Linked DNA regions of Mus musculus: region 1 is linked to region 2. Evidence: chromatin contacts called from public HiChIP or PLAC-seq data. All regions are on one chromosome and are shown on one strand. The core of a region is the stretch at or near the end of the contact, and the rest is flanking DNA. Distances in the headings are between cores, read along the strand shown. Region 1 overlaps Eml1 (echinoderm microtubule associated protein like 1). Region 2 overlaps Hhipl1 (hedgehog interacting protein-like 1).

Evidence for each region. HiChIP or PLAC-seq counts read pairs in DNA pulled down with a chosen protein or histone mark.
Region 1: a contact with region 2 is called in an H3K4me3 HiChIP or PLAC-seq map of forebrain, with 6 times the contacts expected there. The contact joins two enhancer-like sites. A contact is called at or near these places in 17 of 39 promoter capture datasets (the 3T3-L1 cell line, HPC-7-derived erythroid cells, cranial neural crest and 10 more), 3 of 15 datasets of contacts at CTCF or cohesin (the NIH/3T3 cell line, embryonic stem cells and large pre-B cells), 7 of 484 Hi-C or Micro-C datasets (bone marrow-derived dendritic cells, cerebral cortex, embryonic fibroblasts and 4 more), 18 of 115 datasets of contacts at active chromatin or transcription factors (craniofacial prominence, embryonic basal ganglia, embryonic forebrain and 9 more) and 3 of 9 other capture datasets (adipose tissue, liver and pancreatic islet).

The regions. Positions count from the first base shown.
Region 1 is chr12:108,508,595-108,512,754 of GRCm38.p6, forward strand. Eml1 (echinoderm microtubule associated protein like 1) reads left to right here. Exons shown (of 22, transcript NM_001043335.1): 7 at 492-641; 8 at 1,583-1,652; 9 at 3,227-3,337. Among named protein-coding and RNA genes, the nearest start is that of Evl, 44 kb to the right of the region's middle. Within about 2 kb of position 2,542, at least 14 of the 459 cell types and tissues checked have an H3K27ac peak or open chromatin away from gene starts, as enhancers often do. A contact at or near this core is called in cerebral cortex and forebrain, where this site is marked.
Region 2 is chr12:108,326,724-108,330,410 of GRCm38.p6, forward strand. Hhipl1 (hedgehog interacting protein-like 1) reads left to right here. Exons shown (of 9, transcript NM_001044380.1): 8 at 403-485; 9 at 945-1,577. The coding sequence ends at 1,489. Among named protein-coding and RNA genes, the nearest start is that of Cyp46a1, 5.7 kb to the right of the region's middle. Within about 2 kb of position 1,303, at least 58 of the 459 cell types and tissues checked have an H3K27ac peak or open chromatin away from gene starts, as enhancers often do. A contact at or near this core is called in cerebral cortex and forebrain, where this site is marked.

The sequences.
Region 1 (4,160 bases), core at 1,292-3,791, 180 kb after region 2:
GCCAGACATGTCTGTGACTCCAGAGCAAGGGAGGTTGAGGCAGGAAGATCTGAGCTAAAGCCAGCCTGAGCTACCCCGTGATCACCTGCCTCAAGCACAGCCTGAGAGCATTTGCCTAACACGGGAAAAGCCCTGGGTTCAATTCCCAGCACTGCAAAATGTTGTGTTCATATTATTACAGAGCACTTAAAATTTGTCTTTAGGTATGTAGGTACTGAGGTCCACTGGGCACTGAGTGTCAGAATCTATTTAATTTTGCTGTTGTTTGAGACATGGCCTCTCTCACCATGCAGCCCCAGCTGGCCTGGAGCTCACAGAGATCTGTTTAGGCTCACAAGCACGCGCCACTGCACCCAGCACGTTCTCAGTTCAGCGTTGTCTAAATTGGTTAAACTGATAGCACCATTTCACAGCATCTTTGGGCCTGTTGAATGAAGCGGTAGTTCTCCAGCTCTTAAAAGCAAAGGATTTTCATCTTGACATACACTAAGCTACGGGTACCGGGGGCGAGACTGTCGCAATAACTTGTACTTGCTCCCGACCGGGGAGACCGTGTACTTCATTGCGTCTGTCGTGGTGCTTTACAATGTGGAGGAGCAGCTGCAGAGGCATTACGCGGGCCACAACGATGACGTCAAGTGGTGAGTCCCCACAGACAGGTCGGCAGGACATAGGTGAACTAGCCTTAGCCAAAAGAATTCAGCATCAGGGCACAAGCCAGGGGTGGGGTGGTGCAGGGCTCTGAAGGTGCAAAGCTCTTCTTTCTATTCGCCGTGTTGTCTTTGGGCTCCCTAATTCTGCTCTCTGTGCTTCTATGTGACCAGATTATCTGAGGGAAAAAGCTTCAGGAAGCTTTCTTAACATCCTGAATGTTAAAGACTTCAAATTGGGTCTCTAAGTTTAGAAAAACGTGCTTTGTGTGCAATGGCAGTGGTGGGCGGGGCCTGGGTGGTGGGCGGGGCCGGGCCGGGGCGCAGTAATTTAAAAAAAGAAAAAGAAAAATTTATAAAGTTTAAGAAAAAAAGTTTAGGCCGGGCGTGGTGGCACACACCTTTAATCCCAGCACTCGGGAGGCAGAGGCAAGCAGATTTCTGAGTTCGAGGCCAGACTGGTCTACAGAGTGAGTTCCAGGACAGCCAGGGCTATACAGAGAAACCCTGCCTCGAAAAATGAAAACGTGCTTTGCTGTGTACATAGGTCTGAGTCTGGCATGCCTATGGATCATAGTATAGCTTAGGGAAGACCTTGCAGTGGGTAGATGGGTTTGTGGTCCTACTGACATGAGACGTCTTTCCTAATTAACACACCCAAAAATGACTTGTAGAAAAGGGTGGCGACTAAGTCAGTGGTTCTGAGAAGGAAATGCTATTTTCCCAACAAAGGATGCCTTTCCTTAAGGTTGGAAGTTCCCGAAAGGAAATCGGGCATTCTGATGAATGAAATAGCATTTGCTGGCTAAGGTAGTTGGGGTGAGTCTGTTAGAAGCTAGGCAGTGTGGATTTCTTATGTTTAAACTTTTGGAAGATTGTAGAAGTAAAGTGCACCTTTGTGTGGGGTTGTCTGATAATTATCCTTATTTTAGCCTAGCGGTCCATCCTGACAGGATCACCATAGCAACGGGACAAGTGGCGGGCACATCTAAGGATGGAAAGGTGAGGTTTCCTCCTTGTCTTTCTGACTTTGATAAAGACCTGGCGACAACCTCCTGGCGACATTGCTGATGATGAGTCTGCCTGGTCGTTGTAGTCACAGCATTTGAGAACCATTGGGTCCTCACCAGGGGCTCTCACTGCAAACTGAATGTTCCATCGTGACCTAAGCCCCACCCTGAGCTTCCTCATAACTTCAGCCAGTTTTAAAATAGCATTGCTGCTGGTTGGGATGGCACACATCTTTAACGCCAGAGTTCAGGAGGCAGAGACAGGCAGGTCTGTGGGCTCTGTAACAGGACACTGTCTTTAAAAATAACATACAGCAGCCACAACACATTAAAATCGCATTGTCTTATCAAAGAATCGATCAGTTCCTGAAATCCTTATCTCCATACATGATCAACACGAAAATATACCAATCTAAGCAGCAGAGTTAAAATCACCAAGTAACCATATGTTATGGGATGTCCTTGACTGTGGGTGCCTGCCAGTCATTTCTTCAGTGGGTGGACTTTATGCCTTGTGCTGATCACAGAGGCTCCTGGGAGCTTCAGGCAGACAGACTGCAGACGCTTTAACAAGGCTTCAGTCTGGCTTGGAAGGAAGGAGGTGAGGAACCTGACAAATAGGAGACGTCCAAGCTGGCATCCACGAGTGACTGTCATGTTTTATCAAAACTCTCACAGCCTCTTAAGTCCCTGTTTGTACAGCTTTGTCCCGGTGTGAAGCTAATCAGGACAGGAACCTCCATTTTTTTTTATCAATGTGTATCTGCCTAGAAACTGCTCTCTTATCTGAACAGATGTTTTCATGATACCAAATTTTAGCTGTTGGTTTCATGCTGTTCTCTATGAGTGTTCCACACTTGCAAAGATCGATAACAGAAGCCAGGCTGCTGTTATGTAAACTCACATAAGGAGCAGTTGTTCATGTTTTAAAAAGAAGGAAACCCTGGAAGAACTCTTTGAAATTAGAAACTGTTTCTTCCGCCCTCTAGTGGCACGAAAGTGTATTTCCATTTTTGGCATCCTGATTGAATCCTTACTATAGAACTAGAGAGAGATTTACAGCTGTCTGAGTAGACTTTTTGACCTGTGAAGAAACCTAGAGAGACCACATGCTGGTGTCTGGTGCCTGGCAACTGGCTATTTGGGGACAAGGCTAAACAAGAGCAAGGTTTGCCTATCACTTGCCTGCCAGCCGGCACAAATCCAAACCCTTTCGCGATGATGGATCTGTTGACTGCACTGTGGTGCTATTTGGTGAAATGTCGTTTCTAAAATTTAGAGAAATGCAAATATACAAAAGGCGTGTCTGTTCCTCTGGTATGGGTGTTGGAGAGTGGATAGTCAAAGTTTAAAACTTGAGAGCCTTCTCCCGACATCTCCATGGTTCACGGGCCTAGAGTTTCCTTAGGTCACTGCGAATGTTTTCATTGAGTTGAGTCCTCAGATACAGAAAAAAGACTTTGTTTGGCAAAACCGAAGTCACTGTCAAAATAATTTTATGGTTCCAAGGTAAAGAGAAGTAATTACCCAACAGTCACAAATGATGGCTGTGTTCTTTTCAAACAGCAACTGCCACCACATGTGCGCATCTGGGACTCTGTGACACTGAACACTCTGCATGTCATTGGAATAGGCTTTTTTGACCGGGCTGTCACCTGCATCGCATTCTCAAAGTCTGTAAGTATGAGAATGTACAGGGACACATTTCCGACCAAACATTTCTAGCCACCAGGCTTCCAGCCTTTCTCAAGGCATGCTAGCCCAACACACCCATCCTCGAGCCACTCGCTCGTCCGTGTACGCATCCTCACATCAGATGTCCCTGTTTGTGTGATATTCTTGTGCTTTGCTCTGCATATAATCCTAAAACAGCCGTGGGCCTGGCCAGGAAAGCCGGCCTCAAGAACAATGGAGTATGCATTCCTCATCTCTGGTATAATGGACCCTTGGTGTGTGTTGGGGGTGGGATGTGCAGGCAGGTGGGGGGTGAGCGTGCATGTGCGTTCATGCAGAGGCTGCAGTCAACCTCTCCTGTTGTTCTTTACCTTGACTTTGAGACAGCGTCTCTCACTGAGACCTGGGCTCTCTGTTTAAGCCAGGGCAGTTGGCTAGAAAGCTCTAAGCATCTGCCTGCCTCTGCATCCCAGTGTTGCCATTAGAGTGCACACCACCACAGCCCAGCTGCGGGTCCTGGGGATCGAACTTGGGTCCTCAGGCTTGTGCGGCAAGCTCTTTACCAGCTAGGCTCTTTACCTAGCTCTGTAATGAGCTCTTAATTAAAAGTAAAATAATCAGGGATAGAGAGATGGTTAAGAATACTGGCCTTCCAAAGGACTCGGGATCGATTCCCAGCACATACATGGCAGCTCACAGCTGTCTGTAACTCTAGTTTCAGGGGATCTGACACTCTAATACAGAAATATATGCAGGCAAACACCAATGCACATTTTTTTTTAAAAAAAGTAATCCCCAGGCGGTGGTGGCGCACACCTTTAGTTCC
Region 2 (3,687 bases), core at 53-2,552:
GGGATAGCTTCTCACAATTCACCCCTTTTGCCCACTATGTCTTTTATCTTGCCTTAACTTTCTGCATTTCTCCAGAAACCCAGAAACTAGAGGCAGGGAAAGAGACTCTTCTCAAGTCCTGAGGTGGAAGGGGTGGACAGGAATGGGGCATTACAGGAATAGGGTGGGCAACATAGTGGGGGGGGGGCTACAGAGTGAAACGTTAGTAGCTGGACATTAGTTATAGTCATCCCTGGTCACACCTATCTGGCCCCTACCCTCTTGTCTCACTACAAGGGGAAGGTGTTGGGATGTGTGTGTGTGTGTGTGTGTGTGTGTGTGTGTGTGTGTGTGTGTCATGGGATGAAAGATGAGGATCTCAAAGCTAGACCCCAGGCCTGATCACCTGTGTGTCTTTGGTAGACGGGCGCCTCCAGGGAAGTGTAAGATCCGCCCTGCTCAGGTGAAGGTGAGGAGTCATCTCATCCCCTTTGTGCCCAAGGAAAGTAAGTATTCTTCAGTGGGAAAGGGGGCTCCTGCGCCCTCAGGTCAGACTGGGGCGCAGAGGGACCTAGAATGTTTCCACAGCCCCTATACCTAGCACCATGTCTGACACTTGTGAGAGACCCACTCAGTGTCAGTGAACTTTAAGTACAATGCATCTTGTTTGATCGATCCTTCGATAAGGTCCAGGCAGTGGGCAGACCAGCACAGTGCCTGACTGTTAACCAGGGCTCCCTGAGTGACTGAAGAAGTGCCCGACATTGCTTTAGGCTAAAATCCTTAGGGGTCAGGGAAACCGGTCAAACACAGCTGGCTCCCTAAGATGCACCCTAATCTTAGGGTCTGGTTGGAGCCAGACCAGGCCTCTTTCCTTAGGATCTGTTTTGCTGGCACAGGCTGGGGGCTATGCCTGGCTGGGACAGCCAGTTCCCTCTGACCCCAGGCTTTTCCCCTCTTTGTAGAGTTCATCCGGACGCCAGAGAGCACTCCGCGCCCCACAGCCCGCGCTCCCACTAAGGCGCCCCGCCGTAGGCGCCCCACGGCTGCTCCTCCTGCCCCCACCCCGCGACCCACAAAGCCCGCAAGGCCCACCCGGCGACCAGGGGCCCGGAAGGGAGGCGGGCGACGGCGGGGACGTCCGAGTACCGCGGTCCCCGAACCCGAGAACGGATCGGTGCGTCTGGTACGGCCCGCAGGCCTGAGCCCCGGCCGCGGTCGCGTGGAAGTGTTCATAGGCGGACGCTGGGGCACGGTGTGCGACGACGCCTGGGACACCAAGGCAGCCGCCGTGGTGTGTCGTCAGCTGGGTTTTGCGCACGCGGTGCGAGCCGCCAAGCGCGCGGAGTTTGGCGAGGGCCGCGCGCTCCGGATCTTGCTGGACGACGTGCGCTGCGCGGGCAGCGAACGCAACCTGCTGGAGTGCGCGCACGCTGGCGTGGGCACGCACAATTGCAAGCACGACGAGGACGCTGGCGTCGAGTGCAGCCACCAAGACCCGAACCTGTAGCCTGACCTCTCCTACCTGGCGGTGCTACTCTGGGAGTGGCCCCTTGGGTTTGCGGGCACGCCGTGCAGTATGCACGAGCCAGGATGGAGGGTGCACGTGACCTCGTGTGTGTGTGTGTGTGTGTGTGTGTGTGTGTGTGTGTGTGTGTGCGCGCGCGCGCGCGCGTTAGATGAGATCTCGTATCTGTCAGCACTTCGGAGAGCAGCCACTGTATCGGAACTGCACTGGGTAAGGGAAGCTGGATGCCTTTACAATGTCAGACCGAGGGAAGGGACCAGCGTTTCTCTGTCAGCGCCGAGTGACAGGCAGCAGAACAGCAGGATGATGGCCTGAGAAACATGGCTAGAACGTGGGCAGCTGACCCAGTAGTCCGATGCACCGCAGAAACAAATGGGCAGTCTGAGAGCCACAAAGAAGGATCTCAAAGGGCCGGGGAGGGGGCCTGTGGTCATTCGCTGCCCACCAGGGACCAGGCTGCCGAAAGAAACCAAGCACCCATGATGGAAGGCAGACTAGAGGGCCTGGAGGACCTCTGAAACTATTTTCTGAGTCCTGCAGGCAGCCTGGGGAGGCTACTAAGTCCCCTCCATCCCTGAAGGCTGAACTTCACCTATTCCTGGGCCAGAAGCTCCCTTCAGCCCCCACTGTCGGTGGGGATGGGGCTCTACTTTGACCCTCGACCATTTCTGTCCCCTCCCAGGGGAATCCTCAGATTTCTCAGCCTCATGGGCTAAGTAGCCCGTGGGGCCACCAAGACTACCCACTAGAGCTGTGTCAACAATTTGACTATTCACAACCCTTCCTTCCTTTCTCTTATCACCCCCCCCCCCACACACACACACCTGGAGGCTGGGGTGCAAGGCGAGTGGGTGGAGTAAAGAGGGTGGGGCCTGCGACTTCTGTCCTCTATAGTAAGAGAGTTCCTTGTATGTGAAGGGCCTCACTGGTGGCTTTGTGCCTTGTCCCTGGAGCGAGCTCTGGATAGCTGTACTTTACATCAGATGGGGGTGGGGCTAGGGAAGCAACCGAGTCACCAGGCAGGCAAGACAGGGTATAGCCCATGTCAGGCAGTGTGGCCAGGGCTCTGGGTGAGGCTCCTGGTCCAAGCTTTGCAGGAAAAAGTCATTCCTGCACTGAGTTCCAAACTGAACAGGCCTGCATGGTGTTCCAGGCAGGGCGACTGGTAAGGCTCAGGCTCCTGGTCATCACAGCCGAGAATTGAGCGCTGTTGCACAGGCTCTCCCTGGTTGCTCTGCAACTTTGGAGCCGATTGTTCTCTGGGAAAAAAAAATTTTTTTAAATTACTTGAACTGTTAAGAAAATGACAAAAAAGGGAAAACATCATTTTCAAATTTAAAAAAAATTACTGAACTGTTAAGAAAATGACACAAAAAAAGGGGAAATATCATTTTCTGCAAATCTATGCAGCCCCAAGGTGGAGCAGCTGGGGAGCCTGTGCTGTCTGCATCTCTGCAGTGCAGTTCCTGGAGGGGCACAGCGTGTCTACACCGTCTATCCTGGCTCTTGATAGGAGGGGGAGGTTTGGGTGTGGAGGACGGTGCACTGGGCAGGTGCACTTGGTGTGCCAGGACTGGCTGGGAAACTCCTTTCAATCTTCAGTTCCCAAGGCGCCTGTGCCCACCTCTTATACACATTAAACTAGACGGGGGTGGGTCCTAGTCCTCGCTGTGTGACCGGACAACAGTCAGTCACTTAACTCCTCTGAGCCTTATGGGTAAATGGAGGTAACCAACAGGATTTACATACACACAAAGATCAAGGTAGCATCATAGATGTGCATTCCATGAAGTGAGAGATTAGTAGTGACTTGGTGACATCCAAGTTGGCACCTGTGTTAGACAGGGAGGTGCGCCATGTGGAGGGACTGTCACTGAGGTGTCATGGGAAGAAGCGGGCAAAAAGGAGAAACGTGAGCCCTTTTTTAAGCCCCACTAAAAAATGTTAGCACACGGAGAACTATTCCAGCTGGGCATTGGACCTCTCACCCACTTCGTGGAGGAGAACTAGCCTTTATGCAGAACTGGCTGCATGCCAGATACCTCTGCTGTTAGATCATGTCATCCTGCCCCCAACACTCCCAACGTCACCATCCCTCTCTCCATCCCCACAGTGGCTGTACATCGATGTCCAGGGCTTTGGAGAACTGAGATCCATTTCTCAGTGCTTCCCCCATCCTT